7 separate regions of the Mus musculus genome follow, and all the other regions are linked to region 4. The links are chromatin contacts, called in public HiChIP or PLAC-seq and promoter capture Hi-C maps. All regions are on one chromosome and are shown on one strand. Each heading gives the region's core, a stretch centred on a gene start, on an enhancer-like site or on the middle of the called end of the contact. The rest is flanking DNA. Distances are from core to core; before and after follow the strand shown.

Region 1 (2,700 bases), core at 163-2,662, 470 kb after region 4:
GTTTGGATAGTTTGTCCATAGAGGCTGGGTTGCTGCTTTTTAATGTCAGGGCAAATGCCGTGCGGGATCTGGGGCATTTCCATCTCCAGCTCTCTAGTGATACCTTGAAAAGAGAAATCTACCTTCTGGTGATTAACTACCCTTAACGTTGTAAACGGAATGGCTCTTGCACAGTGAAGCAAATCAACTAGTAAGGAAGAGGCCGACTTGTATTTACTGGCTATAGTTCTAAGTACCAGAAATGGGCAACGGAGGCCAAATATAGGCACAGGAGAAATGAGGCTCTGAGGGGAACCCACACAGGCGTGGAAGGGAAAGCAACTCAAGGGCAGGGTGTGCCTTTTTCAGCCTGTTTGCTCTGGGTTCACAAACAGGGGAGGAAGGCAGGCAGATCTCACTGCTGCTAAGATGACTGACTGTGAGCACACAGGATGCACATGTAGTGTAACCGGACACTGGCCAGAACTGCTGATGTACACAGAGGCAGCATCCCCATGAGTAGATCTACTGTATCAATCCACGCATCCAAGGTGAAAGCCGGTGCCAGTCACCAGTGTACCAGCCACACAGTGGCTTTGCTCTGTCATGCTGGGACGTGCGTGCTCTTACCTCCACCCGTCCACCCTGCACCTCAAGGTGTCTGAACCCTTGGCAGAGTGAGCTTTAAATCTTACAGATCATCAGGGCTTCCATTGAGACAGTGCCCTCCTGGCTGGGGAGGAGACGGGGAGCTGGATTATAAATGGGATTTACACTGCTGGGTGGATACTGCGTGTTTATGTTTAGTCTGTCTGCTCTAGTGTGTTTCTTCTTAATTACATGTCACCTGAAATGTGTTTCAGCGGTCTATATTCAGAGCCTGCTTACAGAAAAGAGATTCTTAAATTGGCTTAGAAGAAAACTGCTGGCTTCCTGCTTTAGGAAGTAATTTGCGAGTTTCAGACATACTCCTGGAGTCTCTGGACCTGGCGAGAACATTCACTCTGTTTTGCCTTTGTTAGTTAATAATGTGAGGTGGTTTGGTTCTGTTTTAAACAGGGTCTTAACCATGTAGCCCTAGCTGGCTTCCAACTCAATATGTAGACCAGGCTGGTCCAAGATTTTTGGTGATCATCTTGCCTGTGCCTCCTGAGGGCTGGAGTTGCCGGTGTTCACCCCCGTGCCTGGGTAGTATGTTTCCTTGTTTCATGATCGACCAATAAGATAATATTCATTGTGAGTGGAAATGCTGTTCATAAAACTGCTCATATGAATTTTTATGTCTCTGACCATGGCCCAGCTTAAATGGTCTTTTTCCTTAAATGTAGAACCATGAGACCCCAGCCGCAGACCTGAGTCTAGAGTCTCAGGCTGTATCCCAGCTCCCTCAGGAGCCTGGTGAGGGAGAATCACAAACTCAAGGCCGGCTTAAGGACCTTTGGTGACTCTGTCTTAAAATGAAATGGGATGAGGGGGTTAGGAGTGAGTCAGCAATGGAATGGTTGCCTGTCATGTTTGAAACCCAGGGCTCAACCCCGAGGACAAAAGACAGACAGACTGACAGGCACTCTACATGATGACAGGTTTTCTTTTTACACAGAAGAACTTGAAAACTCTTCATAAGAAACTTAGAATGAATACATGCTTATGCGCACGCTCTCTCTCTTTCTCTTTCTCTCTTTCTCTCTCTTTCTCTCTCTTTCTTTCTCTCTCTCTCTCTCTCTCTCTCTCTCTCTTTCTCTCCCTCACTCTTTGTATGTGTCTCTGTCTATCTGTCTGGGTGTGTATGTGTGTGTGGGGGGGTGGGGTTAGATATAGGCATTCAACCAATATTCCAAGTCTTATCAAACAATGATAAGTCCTTCTGCAGAGTTTGAGCTGCTCCTGATGTGGACAGGATGACTCAAAGGCTTGTGGCCAGTATTTAGGAACCAGTAAACAAACAGCTCACCATGGCCACCGTGATGGGTGTATCCAGGGGTTTGAGCCACTGTGACAGAAGAGACAAGACAAGCAGGGAGGCCAGCTGCCCAGATGGGGGTGGGGTGGGGTGTGAGGATTCCTGAGAAAGGCCAGGCCACTTCCGAGGTGCGATCCTTAGCTCTATGCAACTCTCCCTTGTTCAATGGCCACGGCCACCCACGCAAGTGAGGAGCATCTTAGTGACCGCAGTTCTTATCTGCCACATCGCCTTTCCTGCCACATCGCCCTGGGACTGACCTTCATCCTATGCTATCAACTAAACCCTGTTAGACGCCCAAGTCCGAAGGGCTCTGGGCCTCGTTGGCAGGTCTGTGTGGCTTTTGTGTTTAGAGTGCACTTCCATGTGGGGTGCTTCATGTTCAATGCCGGTTCCTCGGGATACCCACCTCCTGTTGTCTTAATTCATCCAAACTAGAAATTTCAGCTTTTGTTTAAAATATTCCTTCATTTTCTTATGGTAATTTGTTTTTTGGTTTTTGGGTTTTTTTTACAATTGTATACATTTGGAAATGTCATGGCAAACCCCCATCCATCCACACAGTAACTTTAAGTTTAAATGATGAATGAATGAATAAGCGTAGTGATAATAAACAGGTAGATGGAGAGTGCTATGTTCTGGGTGAGTTTCGGGTAGATGAACAGTCTCTGTGTCCTTCCAGGGAAAGAGAAACAGTGGTTTCAGACAGTGTTTCTTTGGAAGCCAGAAGCACTGCAAACTGACAAAGCTCTGTCCAGCCA
Region 2 (2,700 bases), core at 74-2,573, 320 kb after region 4:
ATCGTTTATTCCATTCTTGGGCTGTATTGTGCCTGTTCTCCTTTAGTGAGTGTGACAGACACATGAGGAACCTGAGGCCCAAGACGATTGCTTCATGTCCTGAGAGCTCATGACCCGAGAGAGGCAAAGACTGCCGTGTGGTTTTCCGTCCCGCACGTTACAAGAGTTATCCAGGAGCTGGGGCCTCTTAGCTTGCTAGTGGAACTGTGCTGCACCTGTTGATTCAGGACAGCAGATAACGGGAAGCAGAAATACTGGTTTACAACTTAAATTCCTTTTGCCCAGCATCATGGTTAGACTTAGCTTACAAGTTAGGACTTCATTCTCATTATTGGGAAAGGAGGGGTACAGCGGTGGAGTACTGGGACCAAGAGGGACAGTTTCCCTTCACGTGTGTGTGTATGTTTGTGTGCTTGCATGTTCACATGGGTGCTAGTAGATATCTGTGGCTGTGTGTGACCATGTGTGCAGACCCAGGCGATGGGACAAGCTTGGGTATCATTCTGCAGGTCTCCCCACCTTTTCCTGGGGCTTGCCTAGGCGAGGCTGTCTTTCCAGTGGCCCTGCTATCTACAGTCTCTTTCCCCACCCCCCAGCACTGGAATTACATGTGTGTCCTACCTTGCCTCAGTTTTCAATGTAGATTCTGGGACTGAGCAGACGCCTCCTTGCTTGCTAGTGAGAAAAGGTTAGAACTGCTTGCTGGCCCTTTCTGAAAACTCTGAAATCATCCTGAGGTCAGCCTCTTGTTTACACTTTAGCTGATTTGCCACATAACTTCCTCTGTGCATCATTATGGCATAACTGAAAAAAGAAACTCTGTATGACATCATTAAACAGCAGCTTGGAAGCCGAGCACAGATTAATGTTGAAGAATATGGTTGCTTAGGGGGGAAAAGATTTTGTTTTTATGGGAATGTCCTTGGTGATAACGAAGGAAGAAAAACACAGGAAACATACAACACGCTGTGAAAGCAGATTCAATTCTGATGGAATATTTCTCAATACTTTCCGTGAACTATGAATCATAAGTGTTGGAGGGGGCCACCAAAGGGCACAGCATTCTGTCCCTCGGAGACCGCACTGTACCCATTACACCAGAAACCGAAGAGTTTTTCTTCTTTGGCCAGACAAAATTGTATAACAGCTGTCAGAGGAAAGGGCCTCAGTGATCAGTGTGAATTCTGGCCTTGGCGTCCAGGCAGGAATTAATACAGGGCAGTGTGGATCTCGTTCTCTTCGTGTCCCCGGCTGAGCCGAGGCGCTGGCAGGTAGCCTTCCTTCCTGTCCACACATGCCATCTCTTTATCTGGGCCATTTCTCTGCTCTCCGCAGAAGCCTTCTGCCAAAACAAACACTCCACTTCCTGGAAAGCCTTAGGTCTGTCTGTTCCTAGAGCCAGCCTTCTGGGCCGCTGCCAGTCGTCCACCTTGACTTTGCTCTGGGCTAGCGAGGAGCAGGTAGAGGGGGCACAGCATAGGCTGGTAATGGAAGCCAGGCTTTCCCTAGCCCTTAGATTAGACTAGGACGTCAGCAGAGACAGGAAACTGCTCTACTCCACCCTGCTCCCAGCCGGGGCAGCATGGTTACTGAGTGGACTCCTGGCTAGTTTGTGCTATGCCAAGTGTGAGTCCTTTACATTTGACTGTTTTAGTGAGAGTGTAATTACCTTGTGTGAACCTGCTTTCCACTCCCCGGAATGTTAAATCACACTAATACTCAAAGCCAGTTGGTTGTTCTAGAGAAACACTTAGTCACTTCGTCCTCTTCCTGACTTGCTCCTGTGCACATCCATTCTCCTCCCTCCTGCTCCCTCCCTCTCCCTCCCCCTCCCCAACCACTGGGGGATTCAGGCTTGAACCTAGTGTTTTATACAAGCACTCTGCCATTGACCAACATTCCCAGTGAAGCATCTTTAAATTTTGAAGGACTGTTATAATGACCCTCATTTCATGATGAATTTTTCATGTTTTGAGCCCTGAAAAAAAAGGCAGGTGATTATCATGACAGTTTGAGCAAAACCAGATTGAATTGCCTAGAAAGCATCGTTATTGCACTATTGCACTAAACACACCGTCTAAAGGCGCTCCACTGCTAATGATTGTGTCCAGAACAATTTTATTCTCTTTTCACAATGACATTATTTTGCTAACTTGTGTTAAGTGGCTCAAGACCTTGAAGTGACAGCAGCCTGTGGAGGGAAACAGAAGTGACCATAGAACCACACAGATACTGAAGCTCAGAGTCCCTTACAGCGAGCAACTATCCTTCTCCCTTGTTTTTTCTTCCTCAGCCCTCCCTCGCTCTGTCATTCTCCTCCAGCAGAGTGTGGGAATGGTGTCATTGGCGGACACTGTGCGCCATGACTCTGAATGACACCATTGAGCAGGATTCACGTTGGATTTCCTCATTTGTCCCCTCCCCCAGGCCGTGGCTCAGCCTGCAGAACCTACTGTTTCTTCCAAAGCATTTGTCCTTTCAGAGTATTTGTTAGGTGAAGCACTGGCTGCCATCTCTTTTCAACAACTCCATGGCAGGTTTCAGGGAACTAAGATTGCCCCTTGCAGTGAACGGCATCGTAACTGGGGTTCACAGGCTGAGGGAGGGAGACTATAATTTCAACTTCCTCAATGTAAACTGGACATTAACAAGAAATTGTTCTCTGACAAACTTAAAACCTGGCAGAGAGACCCCTCTTCC
Region 3 (2,700 bases), core at 124-2,623, 270 kb after region 4:
TTTGAGTTTTACTGGTTTTTGTCCTTTCCTTCTTCCCTCTTCCTCACCCTCCTCGCTTTCAGCTGTGAGGGTCGAGCCTAGGTCTTACTTGCTAGGTAAGCACTCTACCAGTGAGCACACCCTAAGCTCCTCTTTTCCCTTTTCTTGACATTGTACAAACATTATTGACCCAGATCTAGAATTCTGAGGTTTGGGGTGTTTGTGTTTACTGACGTTTTCCCCATTTGTTGTGTATGCACAGAGACTCTTGAGGTACCCCCCCCCCCCACACACACACCTAAAGCTTATGCTGCCATCTGCTATCTACTGAGATTCCTGCCTGCCAGCCGGCTCCTCTGGCTTGAGTTTTGCATTTCATAGGCTAAAAATCCTAAGGTCTAGGGCTGGTGAGAAGGCACAGTGGCTAAGAATGTTTGCTGCTCTTTCAGGTACCCAGGTTTAGGTTTTAGCACCCACATGGTGTTGGTGAGGGACAGGTGATACCGAAGGACTGTGTTGGTAAGGGATAGTTGACACTCAAGGACTATGTTGGTGAGGGACAGGTGACAACGAAGGACTGTGTTAGTGAGGGACAGGAGACACCTGGAGACTGTGCTGGTGAGGGACAGGAGAAGAGTTCCCCATTCTTTATTGTGTCATTATTCCTCAGGGCAGTTAGGTTAGGATATTAAGTTCCCAGGCGTCAGAGACCTGCTTCTCAGTGGTAGTTACTGCTGACCACCTGATTGGTTGGGAAGAGCTCCTGTTCTGTTTAGTCCCACCCTAGATATCGTGGCTGACTGTGGCTAACTGCTAGCTTGCAGCACATAGTGTATGGCTGTGATGATTTCTTGAGTGCATACGATGCTTTGATCCTAGTTTATCGTAGAACAGTTCATAGTTGCATGTAAGATGTTGCCGTATGTCACGGGTACCTATGACCTCTTTACCAGATCAATAACAGGAGACTCACCATTCACTAAGATTGTATGGATTAATTGCTATTTGAGGCCTTATTATGTATGAGGATTCTTTTCTGTATACTTATATGAATTAATATAAAAATAGGTCCAGTTTTTCTTTTATAAACATTTTTTCAAGACAAAAATTGTCTTGCATAAACTAAGCTTTATTCCTGCCTGTCCAAATCATTTCCTTTCGATGGATAAGTAGTATTCCTTGTTATTTGTGAGGGTAGTGTAACCACACCGCTGTCGAATGCTTGGCATTTCTGCTGCTGGTGAGATGCTATTTGTGCAGGTTTATCTGATCCAGATGTGTGACTAGCAAGCTCCATTTCTAATTATAAGAGCAGCCGAATTCCATTACGAGCACACCACGGGATTCTCAGGCTGAGAGGCATCCTGAGAAGGACATCTAGTTCACCGTCTAGCCTTTCAGCAGGGCCACGCTTCACAAACCACTTCAGCACTGAGCAAAGCAGTGGGGACGTTACCCTCATGTATACACTGAACTCGAGTTACTGCAAATACAGCCGGAAAAAGAAGACACAGTTCCTTCTGCCCTGGCTTTCTTGTGACACGGAAAAGCAGGTTCAGGGCCAGCACAGTTTGACTTCATCTGGCTGGACCTTTAGGTCTCTGTCTAGAACTCTGACTGCTTTCTGCTGAAGTGTTCAGTGTCAAGGTAGAAAGGGTGGGAGACTTGGGTGGCGGTGCCAGCTTCCCAAGCAGGATGTAGCCCTCCAACCCCTTGTCTAGAAGTGAGGTGACAGTCTGTGACAGCTGAATTCCACTGGGCTGTCGTAATTCTTTCTGAAACCTAATACGGTATGAGATATTTCATCATATGTGTATTTCTGGTGATGTGCTTGAATGATAAAATACATAAGAAATTAGGCATGCTATTAGGGCTGGGAAATTGACAAATGTGCAAGAAGATGATTCTGAATAAATATATGATCCTTTAACTTGACTTGAGCCTTCGGTTTAATTTTGTCTCGTACGAGATCTCTGTGGCTTCTGGCTGTTTCACAGATACCTGGAAGAGGTAGAACTCCAGCATCATGAGAAAGAACCTTATGGCTTGGGTTACCGAATGGGGTACACATCAGCATACTGGTTAGTCCTAGCTCTGGTTTCCATGGGGTGATAGAGAGTTATCCAGGTGGCTTTGTCTCGCCTAGCAGTGGGTTTGTGTTGCTGCCCAGCAATGGTGAACTTGGGAACTAGTGTGCTTTTATAACATGCAGTAAGTAGGGAAGCTTGCTGCTTATTCTAGGGGCACCTGTGCATGCACCATGCACATGTATGTGCACACACACACACATGCACACAATGTAATAAAAACATTTTAAAAGAGAAAGAGATGAGCAAGTAAAATAGTACTAGCAACTTCATAGGTAAGTGAGACAGATTGACGCAGAACTTGTTAAGTGCTGAATAATCTGGAGACTGACAGAAGAAAAATGCAAAGACATTAGTTTGATTTCTCCCAGAAATTGACATTATCTTGACTTCAGGCGGTAGCCACATTACACTAAAATTGAACAAACAGAAACCCGGGGGTACACACATCATGTTTGGATAGTACTAAATCCATGCGTCTTTTTGTGAAGTTAAAACAGGAGTAGCTCTTTGGATGCACACATTTGGTGGACGCTGTCTCTCAAGCATTATGATCTTTTATTTTTTTAAACTACGGAAGTTGTTCATAGTCTTTTTAAAAACTATTTTCAGATTAGAGGTGTGTGTGTGTGAG
Region 4 (2,700 bases), core at 180-2,679:
CTCCTCAAAACCTTCTCCACTCGCACTATTTATTTGAAAAGCTAATTGTACTGGCTCATAAAAATTCAGATACCCGCTTACATAACCATTTAAAAGGTCCCCACACACCATTTAAAGGCTGCTTACAAATTCAAGCTAAACAGTTGAGTACAAACTCACTCGTGGGCCACAAAGCACGTACTATGGAAAGAGATTCTTGCATAAGTAGGCATAACAGACTAGTTCAAACTAGGCTCTCTGCACCCGTCAGGCTTCCTTGACAGCACCTCTGACAGGTCAGGACTTCTGAATATCTCTCTGAATTTCCTGGGTAGCTAGTCTCCAGAGGCCCTGGGAAGGTCATAAGGAGTTGGCTAAGCTGAAATTGGTGGGCCTGGCTGTCTAAGAGCGCTCTTCGTCCTGTGGAAAGATCTAGAAATGGTCGAATGCAGAAGCTCCTGTGGTCCTTAAGATTATGTTTTGAGCTTCATGAAAGAAGGCCGCTGGCAGTGATCTGAGATTGGGAGGCGGGGGTGAGGAAGGCAAACGTAGGCGTGGCAGGTAGCCCTAGGGTATGGGGGAAAGGGCTGGCCAAATTCTAAGTCTTGACCTGTACTTAAGAGATGGAAGCAGGAGGGCCAGGAATGTCATCCTTGGCTACATAGCCTTTGAGTGCAGCCTGAGCTACAGAAGACTGTTTCAAACAAACCGTCCCATGGCTTAGAGACCTCCTAAGGTCCCTCCCTGACCCGGAACAGTCAGTCCCAAACATCTTGGGTCGGAGCTAAAATAGCAACTGCCTAACACAGGCCTTTCTTTTAATTGCTACCCCTGTCCCTCCTCCACTTCAGCACAGCACATCTTTGGCCCCGAGGCAGCAGCTGTGTGGCTCGGCGCCCGGCACTGTGCTTCAGCTGGACTCTAAGCCACTGGAATGCAGCACTTCCTGGTTGGTCCGGGATGTTGGTGCTGTCGCCATCCCGGTCAGCCCACAGTGCTAAGGAGCTCAGGGAGCGCGGGACGATCTAGCGGGAGCGAACAAATCTACTGAGCCCGGGACCCGAGGAGGTGGGGTGGGGTGCATCCTACAGAGGACGCCCCGGATCTGCAGGGACTTGAGAGTGGAGTGGGGCTAGGACATCAGCAGCTGACCCGGCTCTGCTCTCAGGGTAGCGGTCCTCGCCTGCGGTCAGTGTGCGCGCGGCTCTTGCCAGCGCAGACACTACAGGAATTAAGACTATGGGAGGGACTCCAGGGTTCCCAAGGGAACTTCAGGGACAGGGCTGGTGAGAGGGGCAAGAGAGGCGGGATGAAGCACGAGGACCGCGAACGTCCTGCGGGCTCAGAAGTCCCGCAAGCCTGGCCCCGGCAGCTCCTACCTGCGGGCCTGGGGCGCGGGCACACACTCTGCGGCGGCGGCGACTTCGGGGGTCCCCGCGCAGCTGGCGCAGCTGGGGCCGCGGAAGAAGGGCGGGCGCTGGGACTCGCCGCCCGGAACTCGGCCGGTCTGCAGGGTGGGGCGGGGCGGCGCCGGCCAGCCTCGGTGACAGCCTCTGCCGCCGGCCTTCCTCCATGCCTCGGTTCTAACACTTTCTTCTGTCCAAGTGTCCTAACTCAGCCACAGTTATCCGCGGGGCGCAGGGGCGCACGCAGGCGTTGTTCTTACCAAGTTCACTTCCCTGGTCTCTGAGCCCAATCCTTGTCCAAGACTGGCCCGCAAGTTACAAGCCAACAGCGAGCCAACTGGTGAAATATTCCTGCCCTGAAGTGACTTGCTTAATTAGGGGCTTTGTAGAGGTCAACTGTGGCCTTCCTGCAAATCCCACGGGTAGGTCTTGGTAGGTGTTATTGCCTGTTTATAAGGAAACTGAGGCTGGCAAGTAAAGAACCAGCCTGACCCTAAGCTTGCTGGAGCCAGCAATCTCTTCAGTCCCCAAAACTGCCCGTGCTTGTCCCCCCAGACCCCCCTTCTCTCTCTCTCTCTCTCTCTCTCTCTCTCTCTCTCTCTCTCTCTCTCTCTGTGTGTGTGTGTGTGTGTGTGTGTGTGTGTGTGTGTTGTGGCGAGTGTTCGGTTGGTTAGTTTGAAGTTAGGTCTCTGCTGTATACCTGGTTGGCCATGAAGAACAGGTAGAACTCAAACTACATGATCCTCCTGTCTCAGTCACACATCGCCCTCACACTTCTCACTCCCACTTGCCATCAGTACTGGGTCTAATTCAGAAATGTTAGAGAGAAAAGTAAAAATAAAATGGGAGGAGAACGAGAAAGTCCCATTACCCCGATGGAACTGTCCGCACAGTAACTTTGCCGTTTTAATACACTTAAGAGAGTCGTCATCAAGGGAAATCCAGTGGCTGGGTGGTGTGAATAGCAATCCTTTGGGAATATAATTTTGAACACAAGTCAGTTCCAAAACTGGTTGCACAACACTGCTTCCAGCCAAAACCCAAAGATGCAACAGTTAGTTTCCTGTACATCAAATTGCTGATGCTGTTGGTCTTTTGAAATTGTTTATTGAGTATTATACAGTGAGACAGACCCAGTTACATAATGTCTTACCATGCCCATGGCACTGCATGAAATGAAAAATATAATATTTCTGTCCAGACAGAGGAGGAGTGAAATTATAGCGCGGGGCTCAGTTTTCAAGTAACCTGGAGCTGCCCAGCCCTCCCTGACTGCATTCTTCTCTTTTGAGCACATCTTTCCTAATGATTGCAG
Region 5 (2,700 bases), core at 47-2,546, 480 kb after region 4:
TGTCAATGAGGCTGAGTCACTGGAGGAAGGTACAGGGAGCAACCAGCACATTGCTGTCCGTTAGAGCCCTGTCCTGTGTTTCCAGAGCCTCGCCGCTTTAGTTCTGTGCCCTCTGCCTCCCTCTTTCCTGTAGGATCATGTTTTTGCTCAGTATTGACTTCCCTAAACTATGTTTTAAAAGACACCACGATCAGAATAGAACCTGCAAAATAATAGCCCTGTGTCTCTGGGTTGGCAGTCAGGGGTAGAAAGTGTTTTTAAATGCCTGTGCTTGTCTGAATTGAATCAGACCCTACCTGTGGCAGGAGGTTAGCACTTCTTGTACCTCCATTACTGGGCTGAAGAAAGGCTGCCAGGAGCAAGCCTCGCCCATCTGCTGACTTCCTGTCACCCGTGAGCTATATAAACACTGCAGATTGCGGTCACTTGACATTACCTTGTGGTCAAGCCAACCCTGAATATTCTTTTGAATTATTTGACATTTCAAAATATCATTTTCATAACTATACAGTTTGGTATTTAGCCATTTCTTGTTTTGCTCAGGAATTTGTGACTTGTTCCTTGAGGATATCTGAATTAAGGAGTGTCATGTCATTAAGAAGTGTCAGTGTGCCGCTCCCCGCTGCCCCAACCATGCACACACACAAAAGAAATACCAAAGAGGCACTTGTCATGGCTGTAGTACTGTTTAGTAAAAGCTGATTTTACGTTTCCTTTGTAAGCTCTGAATTAGAAGTCTGTAAATCAAGAGTCTTCGACACAGCCAAGCCTGCTGTGGGCAGAGAGAGCGACAGTGGGCAGACCCCTGGGGCGGAAAGGAGCAGGGCTGGGAATGTGGGTGGGTCTGATTAGGCCTCAGTGGTTCACAGTGCTGTCCTGAGGATACTCTCCAGGTCGGTTCTGCCTTTCAACTTTTTTTTTTCTTTTTAGATTTTATTTATTTTTATTATATATGTTTGAGTGTTTACCTGACTGCTTGTCTGTGTCCCGTGTGCATGCAGTACTCACATGGGCCTGAAGAGGGACTATAGTTACAGGTAGTTGTGAGCTTCCCCATGGGCCCTGGCAAGTGAACACAGGTCCTCTGGAAGTGCGGCCGGTGTGCCTACCCACTGAGCCGGCTGTGTCTCCAGCCCCAGTCGCCTGGTTTCTTATCGTTACCCTCAAGCAAGTGAAAAGTGGTTTCTAGAGGAAGCAGATGTTCCTTTTCCTGTTCCTTTTCCTGTAGTCCTTCTGTGAGCCTAAAACTAGCACAAATAAGTTTAGAAAAATTGGGGAACTGCTGCTTTGTTGGCGTTTTCCCACTGGGGAGTTAAGGTGCCTGGTGTGGGCCTGGGTAGCTTTCCCCACACTTCCCCTGCTAAGCAGTACAGCCTGGACAGTCATCCCGTGACTCAGCGTTCCCACCCCATCTGCTCACTGAGGGACCAGGCCGCAGACGACTGTACCTGTTAAATGATGCCCTGGAGATCTGAGCTGAATTCCCACTGTGAAAGCCTTCTCCCTCCCCGCCCACTGCCAAGAGCATCCAGGCTGCCACACAAGGCTTCAGCTGCAATCTCCAGCACAGCAAAAGAACAGAAATTAAATTAGATCTTAAAATATAGATTCATAAAATAGTTTGTTAGGCTAGAGTTCTTAGGGGAAAGGCTGAGGGGGTCATAATGAAACAGTACTATCTCAGAACCTTATCATCCAGAGCTAGTGGGGGTTCGTGGAAGCAAATATCCTTAGTCTGTCTTCTGTTTTGGGTGCTCTGTTGGTCTTCAGTTAATAAATGAAAGAACCTTAAGCTTTGTTTTAGGCCCTAAAAATTAGAATTTATCTCCCTAGTTTTTCTATTTCTCTGGATTAAATGAATCTGGCTTTTATCTTTTGAAAGAAATGTTTCCTTTCCCCGAGTGTATCAGTGTTCTACATGTGTGTGTATAAATGCATCACATATCTCCAGTGCCTCCTGAGGCCAGTAGCCAAATCTCCTGAAAGGAGAGTTACAGCAGACGTGGGTGCTGGGAATCAAACCTGGACCCTCAGCCACAGCACCAACTGTCCAGGCCTGGTTTTCCTCTTGTTATAAGAAAGCTGCCAAATATTTTATTCTTTGAAAGAGAAGAATATTTGTATAACATTTAAGGAGCATGTCTTCCATAGCAGGCGTTGTTTGAGTTGTCACGTTTTACAGTGAAGCAGGCACACAAATCCATTAACTATGTTAGTGATGAGCTGTGAGTGACGATGGGAAGGGACCATGGAGGTTGGGATAAGAAGTGATTACACTTAGATGCTCAGCCAGACTTTGTAGGGAAGACCTGAGATGAACAGTGTCAGGGAGAAAGGCTGGGCATGAGGAGCAAAGGCACAGGTCCTGGGCGGGCATCAAGGGGTGCTTGACGTCCGTGAGGAGCGTCCAGGAGCCAGTAGAGCCAATGACATTAAGAGCAGTGGACGAAGAAGTCCAAGAGCTGTTGGGTGTGTCTGAGATGCAGTGACGGGCAGCATACAGCTTCTCTCTGTGCTTCTGTAATACAGGGCTTGCATCTTCATCCTGAGTAAGGTGGAATCCATCAAAAGGGTCTAAACTAAACTCCCTGACTCCTGGCTAGAGAAGGGAGCTCAGGGTAAAAGCACATAGTGTTCTTCCAGTGGACCCGAGTTCAAGTCCCAGTCCTGGTACAGCCACCTATACCTCCAGCTGCAGGG
Region 6 (2,700 bases), core at 80-2,579, 380 kb after region 4:
AGTTTTTAGGACAATACTTGGGATTAAGAGACTATTTGCTCGATATACAGTTTGGTAATTTAAAAAGCCAAATTTTATAGACGCCCTGTACTATGAAATACTTGATATTTTGTGTGTTAAGGAAAAGTTGCCCAGTAAGTAAATAGTATATGTTGTATACACTAGTTGGCCTTATACATTATAAGAGCACATGATATTTTAAAAACTTATCCCATACAGCGTAATTATAACAAAAGAGAGAATGCAACAAATTGCAGTCAAGGAGAGCACTGGGGCTGGAGAGGTGGCTCAGTGGTTAAGAGCACTGGCTGCTCTTCCAGAGGACCTGGGTTCAAGTCCAATTATCTACATGATAGCTAACAACCACCTGTAACATCAGTCATAGATTGGATTCTCTTCTGCCCTCCTTGTGTACACATGATACACAGACATCATATTATTTCTGAGGCAAAACATCTATACACATAAAATAAAAATAAAATATTAAATTATCAAAAACATTTGTAAATAATGGCGAGATGTGTGCTCATTAGGCACACGCAACTCTTGCAGGTGTTAGTGAACTCAATGTTTACGGTAGGTATTTTTATTTCCACTTACAACTGTTGAGAAGTGAGGCTCAGAGAGGCTAAATGAGGTCGTTGTTCAAGGGCACACTGAGGTTCGAGACCAGGGGGAGAACACGCTCCCAGCTCCTGTTCTGTTAAGCCAAGTGCATTGATTTTTGGATTTCAAAGCTAGTACAATTCTTCTTAAGTGAATCAATTCAAATAAAGATATAAAGGAAATGTCTGTATGTTTTGGTGGCTGTACTAAAGATGCTGAAGGTGATGTGGAACATGAACTTGGAAACCAACACTTTATTGGTTGGCATATAGTTTCAATTCTACTTAAAAATAAATTGGCGCCATGTAACCATCCATTGCTTTGGTAAGAGGAACATGGTAAAAATCAAACTCAGGATCTTAAAAATGCAAAGCCCTGTTGTGCTCCACCACTGAGCGTTGATGCATGTCACACTCTGTTTGCTTTTGCTTACAGGCACATGAGACGCCTGGGTTTGTGAGTGTAGAGATGCTCAAAGAGTTCAGTGACGAGATATGTTATCCTTCAACTTGCAATGAGCTCTCATCTGGAACCTTCCTTTATATACTGCACCCTTCCTGCCCTCTGCTCTTTCCCTGCTCATGCCAGTCCTTTCCACCCTACTGTATCCTCTCCTGTCATGGTCACAACACCTTGGTGTGAAAGCTGCATTGTGCTTACCTGTAAATGCAGTGACTAGGAGACAGAATCTGGGTTTTGTTCCCGCAGGGCAGTGTTCACTGCTGGCAGCACAATTCCCAACAGGAGAAAGCAAACAAACCACACAGTGTCTGGGGCCTGGAAGCTGACCTCAGTGAAAGCCATCCCTTTGGGTTGACATTTGGGGGTGGGTTGCTAACTCCACATGAGAGCTAGCCAGGGAAAGTAAGTTCTTCTTACTTCACTTGTAGGGAAATTGTTGGACTGTAGAATCCTTGGAAGAATGTCAACCTCTTTTTGGTGTATGACAATTAGTTTGTGATGAAATATTAACCCAAACTACATCTTAGGTAACTGTTAACCTTGCCACTCATTAACTTGCCTTAATCATATGGTTAGCATTCATTGATAGAATGCTTAAATAGCATGCACAGCACCCTTGTAGGATCCCCATTATTACATAAAACTGGCCATGGTGGGAGTTCTAGACTAGCCTGGGCTACACAAGACCTTGTCTCCAAAAGGGACAGGAGCAGACAGCTACAACAAGGAACCATTCATTAAATTAACTCCTGTTAGTGTGATGTTTTCTTTGAAAAGTAGAAATCAACTTAGCATGAATACTCATAATGTTGCTTGATTTTAGAAGCTGATCTGTTTTTCTCTCTGCTTAATGAGAGACAAACCAAGCAGCTGGTGGACTTTGTTATTGTTTATTTCTGATATTGGGGATTAAATCTAGGATCTTCCATGTATCAAACAAGTATTTCACCACTGAGCTATACTCAAGAATTTTAAAAGCACCCCAACTTTTCATTTTGAAGTAGGGTTTTGTAAAGATGCCCCAGCAGGCTTGAACTTGTGATTTTCCAGTCTTAGCTGCTCAGCTTACTGGGATTACAGGACTGCATAACTGAGTCCAGCTGTTTTGGGGCATTTAAAAGATTTTGTACCTTTCACATTAATGGTAGTTTATAATGAGTTATTGAAAATAAAAATCACATAAACCCTAAATCCAAAGCCTCTGAAGACTTTTTGAACCTCAAGAATGTTTACTTCAAAATTTGTTTATCTATATTAATCATAATACATTTTAAAAATAAAAAGTAGAAATGTAATTTGTTAGGAAGAGATTTGAGCTTTTCTAACACATGTTTTACGGTCAGGAAGGGGAAAAAAAGCTTTTGTTCCATTCTATCAGGTTGGCTTTAGAAGAATAGCTTGGTTCATGGAATTCGTGGCCTTAGGGAGTTGTTAAGTATTAATAGAGATGATTATAGCCTTGTTGTTGCTGCTTTTGTGTATGTTTTGTTTGTTTCCTTGCGTTGCATAGCCAGGAAATTACGCCAGCCATGGTTTCAGGCTGTCGTGGCAATTATTGAAGAGAAACTAAGCATAGTTAAAACTAGTAAGTACATTGAATAATATGTGTGTGTGTCCTGTCTATTGATATTT
Region 7 (2,700 bases), core at 169-2,668, 360 kb after region 4:
AGCCAGGGCTACACAGAGAAACCTTGTCTCCAAAAAAACAAAACAAAACAAAACAAAACAAAAAAACAAAACAAACAAACAAAAAAAAAAAAACAAAAAAAGAAGAAGTTTACATGGAGGATGAGGTGGGGTAGTGGAAAGCTAGCCCTGTTAACCCAAATCAAAATGAGCGAGCTCTTAGTTTAGGTTGAATTTCTGGACCATAAGCCTGGCTTCATGTTAAGAGAAAGGTAACAAGAACATTTGGGGGAATTAGAACTGTTTATAGATGTTTATCTAATCTAGCACCAAAGAAGCAGAGACCAACATAAACATGGGACATTGCCAGTTTGGGGGTTACCTTGAGCCCATAGATTTAATGAGTTTAAAATATTGCTCTGCCTCAACTCAGAGTGGGTAACCTAATTCTTCCACCATGGTGAATGGTTCCTGTGACTACCATGTTGCTAAGAGACCTGTTATACTATCAGGTTGCCTTGGGGAAATAATGGTTTCTTTAGACTCCTTAGCTGAGCGCTTGTTAATCAGAGCTATGAAGAGCCTCACAGAAGTTTTTCCCAGGCCAGAAATAAATTTTTATCAGGAAAGAAACCAACTTTAGTTTGTGAAAACTGACATAAAGCAAAGTCCAAGTTGTTTTAACTCAAATTCTGATTCATAGTGATAGAAAAGAGAGTTGTGTTATATGATACAAAACCATTCTTGCTAGAAATAAGTTCCAGCGACTTGTGTGCTAAGTAGTGAGTTCCCTGCCCCCGCAGCCCGTCTTTGTTAATGGTTCTTGGGAGCACGGCTGGGGTGCACAGAGGAATGCTTAGATGGAGGAGGTGAGGAAGAAACTCCAAAATTGTTTTTCTCCTTGGTATTAGTCTGTATGAGGTGATCCATCACTCGATAGGGAAACAAATGCCGTCAAATGCTGTAGTGTTTTCATTTTATATTTATGCCAGACTTGATTTTAGAGCAAGAATCTGCCATGAAGGGGCCCGCCTTGTCCTAGATCAGCGAGTGGCAGGAGGTTTCCAAGGAAGGCACCTGCTGTCCTTGTAGGTTTCTGGGGCCTTGTCACCACATTGAAGGGGCTGAGATTGCTGCAGACACCTTCTAATGGCAACCTAGATCTCTCCAGGTTTCTTCTCGGTGCCCACACACGTACTGAACTGGCTGTGTTCATTGAATTATATGTTGAGAAGCTGTTCGTAAAAAAAGAATTCCCCCGTGTGTTTCTTTTGTTGGGAATGTGCAGAGTGCAGAGGTCAGAGGGCAGCTAGCTGGAGTCAGTTCTTCCTTCCACTGTGGAGGTCCTGGGGGTCCGACGCAGGGTGTCAGTCAGGCCTGGGGGTCCGACGCAGGGTGTTAGTCAGGCTTGAAAGCACCTTGCCCGCTGAGCCACCTCTCTATTTATTTTCAGTTCCTCATATTGCATTTCCGTTTGTCTGTCCCCAAGTCATTGTTGCGCTTTCAGAGCTGGGCGGATGGGTGGTGAACTGTGAGGGGGCCTCTCTGCAACATCCATTTTCTGGTGTGTGAACTTGGAGTGGCACCTGGATGGCTTCATGGTTGCTGTTCCAATGTTAGTTCTTTGTAAAGTAGTTTAGGCTCATCTTGTCTTTTTTTGTGTAGTCCTATCCCAGGGTTAGCCACTTCTCTAAGCAGTCCTGCTTTAGACTCTTTAGTAGAGAGTAGAAATTGGGAGCCAATATCTGCTCTACAGTATACTGGATACTTATTTGGACCTCTCTAAGAGTGGGTAGAGTTGAACACTTTTTAAAAATCAACTGTTGAGTGTGTGTGTGTGTGTATGTATCTGTATCTACATGTGTATGAGTCTGTTTATATTGTATAGAGTTTAGTTTTTAATATTTTTCACTTCCTTTTCCTCTCTGAAACTGTCCCATATACATCTTCCTGCTCTCCTTCAAACTCATGACTTCTCTTTTCATCTATTATTACTGTATGTACATAATATACATCCATAAATACTTACACATTCCCAAATAAAGTCGGTTGAATCCATATAATGTTATTTGTATGCATGTTGTCATGACTGATCATTTTGGTGCCAGATAACCAGTTGAATGTGAATGTCCTTATATGTTCACAGATACATATATTCATAAAGACTCACAATTTAGACAGCTGAGTTGGCACAGTATTGTAATCCCAGCACTTGAATGTATGCTCACAGGTACATATATGCATAAAAGCTCACATTTTAGACAGGTGGCTTAGCACAGTCCTGTAATCCCAGCACTTGTCAGGTAGAGGCAGGAGGATTAGCAGTTTCAGGTCATCCTTGGCTCCATAGCAAGTTCAAGGCCAACTTGAGCTTCGTGGGATTGTGCCTGAAGCACACACACACACACACACACACACACACACACATCTCACACTTGCTGCTCCATCTCATCTCACTGTGTAAACTGGAATCTTCATTGCATGATACGTTTAACTCTAGCATAATAGAGAATCTATTCTAATCCTTTTCCTACTTTAAATTCCCTGTCATATTTATGAAAGGGTGACATGTGGCCCCTTGTGCCTGCGACCACCCTCTTAGTGCATCCTCTGCCTCTCCCCTTGCTTCTTATGTCCACGTCTCCTCTGCACAGGGCTCTTTCTCCCATGTAGATTAGCACTATTGAGAGCTCCTGCCATGGATGCTGTGCTCCTGTGTCTAGCTGTTCTACACTTCCCACT

The links. Promoter capture Hi-C pulls out the DNA fragments that hold promoters and counts their contacts. HiChIP or PLAC-seq counts read pairs in DNA pulled down with a chosen protein or histone mark.
Region 1: an H3K27ac HiChIP or PLAC-seq map of heart atrium shows a contact between it and region 4, with 6 times the contacts expected there. The contact joins the enhancer-like site here to the promoter of Pld1 in region 4. A contact is called at or near these places in 12 of 39 promoter capture datasets (the 3T3-L1 cell line, 3T3-L1-derived adipocytes, HPC-7-derived erythroid cells and 7 more), 6 of 484 Hi-C or Micro-C datasets (the HL-1 cell line, the STO cell line, Sertoli cells and 3 more), 9 of 115 datasets of contacts at active chromatin or transcription factors (acute myeloid leukemia, bone marrow-derived macrophages, embryonic basal ganglia and 6 more) and 1 of 9 other capture datasets (adipose tissue).
Region 2: a contact with region 4 is called in a promoter capture Hi-C map of liver, with 2.9 times the contacts expected there. The contact joins the enhancer-like site here to the promoter of Pld1 in region 4. A contact is called at or near these places in 7 of 39 promoter capture datasets (the 3T3-L1 cell line, 3T3-L1-derived adipocytes, cranial neural crest and 2 more), 1 of 484 Hi-C or Micro-C datasets (the C2C12 cell line), 3 of 115 datasets of contacts at active chromatin or transcription factors (fibro-adipogenic progenitors, microglia and pancreatic cancer cells) and 5 of 9 other capture datasets (adipose tissue, embryonic stem cells, liver and 2 more).
Region 3: a contact with region 4 is called in an H3K27ac HiChIP or PLAC-seq map of heart atrium, with 5 read pairs. The contact joins the enhancer-like site here to the promoter of Pld1 in region 4. A contact is called at or near these places in 3 of 39 promoter capture datasets (liver, maxillary cranial neural crest and neutrophils), 3 of 484 Hi-C or Micro-C datasets (the HL-1 cell line, granulocyte-monocyte progenitors and peritoneal macrophages), 5 of 115 datasets of contacts at active chromatin or transcription factors (bone marrow-derived macrophages, extraembryonic endoderm stem cells, heart atrium and 1 more) and 3 of 9 other capture datasets (adipose tissue, macrophages and pancreatic islet).
Region 5: a contact with region 4 is called in an H3K4me3 HiChIP or PLAC-seq map of bone marrow-derived macrophages, with 11 times the contacts expected there. The contact joins the enhancer-like site here to the promoter of Pld1 in region 4. A contact is called at or near these places in 11 of 39 promoter capture datasets (the 3T3-L1 cell line, cranial neural crest, embryonic stem cells and 7 more), 4 of 484 Hi-C or Micro-C datasets (the HL-1 cell line, the STO cell line, erythroblasts and 1 more), 8 of 115 datasets of contacts at active chromatin or transcription factors (bone marrow-derived macrophages, extraembryonic endoderm stem cells, fibro-adipogenic progenitors and 4 more) and 3 of 9 other capture datasets (adipose tissue, embryonic stem cells and liver).
Region 6: a promoter capture Hi-C map of liver shows a contact between it and region 4, with 3 times the contacts expected there. The contact joins the enhancer-like site here to the promoter of Pld1 in region 4. A contact is called at or near these places in 9 of 39 promoter capture datasets (HPC-7-derived erythroid cells, cranial neural crest, embryonic stem cells and 4 more), 2 of 484 Hi-C or Micro-C datasets (adipose-derived mesenchymal stem cells and bone marrow-derived macrophages), 5 of 115 datasets of contacts at active chromatin or transcription factors (acute myeloid leukemia, embryonic stem cells and heart atrium) and 3 of 9 other capture datasets (adipose tissue, embryonic stem cells and macrophages).
Region 7: a contact with region 4 is called in an H3K4me3 HiChIP or PLAC-seq map of bone marrow-derived macrophages, with 4 times the contacts expected there. The contact joins the enhancer-like site here to the promoter of Pld1 in region 4. A contact is called at or near these places in 5 of 39 promoter capture datasets (the HPC-7 cell line, cranial neural crest, hematopoietic stem and progenitor cells and 2 more), 5 of 484 Hi-C or Micro-C datasets (embryonic stem cells, muscle stem cells and uterus), 6 of 115 datasets of contacts at active chromatin or transcription factors (bone marrow-derived macrophages, embryonic stem cells, heart atrium and 1 more) and 3 of 9 other capture datasets (adipose tissue, embryonic stem cells and macrophages).

Annotation. Positions count from the first base shown.
Region 1 is chr3:27,470,268-27,472,967 of GRCm38.p6, reverse strand. Fndc3b (fibronectin type III domain containing 3B) reads left to right here. Exons shown (of 26, transcript NM_173182.3): 12 at 2,622-2,700. Among named protein-coding and RNA genes, the nearest start is that of Gm32738, 11 kb to the left of the region's middle. Within about 2 kb of position 1,412, at least 15 of the 459 cell types and tissues checked have an H3K27ac peak or open chromatin away from gene starts, as enhancers often do. A contact at or near this core is called in the HL-1 cell line, extraembryonic endoderm stem cells and heart atrium, where this site is marked.
Region 2 is chr3:27,615,359-27,618,058 of GRCm38.p6, reverse strand. The region is part of intron 3 of Fndc3b (fibronectin type III domain containing 3B); the gene reads left to right. Among named protein-coding and RNA genes, the nearest start is that of Mir3092, 32 kb to the right of the region's middle. Within about 2 kb of position 1,323, at least 164 of the 459 cell types and tissues checked have an H3K27ac peak or open chromatin away from gene starts, as enhancers often do. A contact at or near this core is called in the C2C12 cell line, adipose tissue, liver and 3 more, where this site is marked.
Region 3 is chr3:27,669,249-27,671,948 of GRCm38.p6, reverse strand. All of the region lies in intron 1 of Fndc3b (fibronectin type III domain containing 3B), which reads left to right. Among named protein-coding and RNA genes, the nearest start is that of Fndc3b, 40 kb to the left of the region's middle. Within about 2 kb of position 1,373, at least 17 of the 459 cell types and tissues checked have an H3K27ac peak or open chromatin away from gene starts, as enhancers often do. A contact at or near this core is called in heart atrium, where this site is marked.
Region 4 is chr3:27,937,409-27,940,108 of GRCm38.p6, reverse strand. Pld1 (phospholipase D1) reads right to left here and starts at 1,429. Exons shown (of 27, transcript NM_001164056.1): 1 at 1,359-1,429.
Region 5 is chr3:27,452,292-27,454,991 of GRCm38.p6, reverse strand. All of the region lies in intron 21 of Fndc3b (fibronectin type III domain containing 3B), which reads left to right. Among named protein-coding and RNA genes, the nearest start is that of Gm32738, 29 kb to the left of the region's middle. Within about 2 kb of position 1,296, at least 42 of the 459 cell types and tissues checked have an H3K27ac peak or open chromatin away from gene starts, as enhancers often do. A contact at or near this core is called in the HL-1 cell line, bone marrow-derived macrophages, hematopoietic stem and progenitor cells and 1 more, where this site is marked.
Region 6 is chr3:27,556,215-27,558,914 of GRCm38.p6, reverse strand. All of the region lies in intron 3 of Fndc3b (fibronectin type III domain containing 3B), which reads left to right. Among named protein-coding and RNA genes, the nearest start is that of Mir3092, 27 kb to the left of the region's middle. Within about 2 kb of position 1,329, at least 8 of the 459 cell types and tissues checked have an H3K27ac peak or open chromatin away from gene starts, as enhancers often do. A contact at or near this core is called in liver, where this site is marked.
Region 7 is chr3:27,578,164-27,580,863 of GRCm38.p6, reverse strand. All of the region lies in intron 3 of Fndc3b (fibronectin type III domain containing 3B), which reads left to right. Among named protein-coding and RNA genes, the nearest start is that of Mir3092, 5.5 kb to the left of the region's middle. Within about 2 kb of position 1,418, at least 40 of the 459 cell types and tissues checked have an H3K27ac peak or open chromatin away from gene starts, as enhancers often do. A contact at or near this core is called in bone marrow-derived macrophages and hematopoietic stem and progenitor cells, where this site is marked.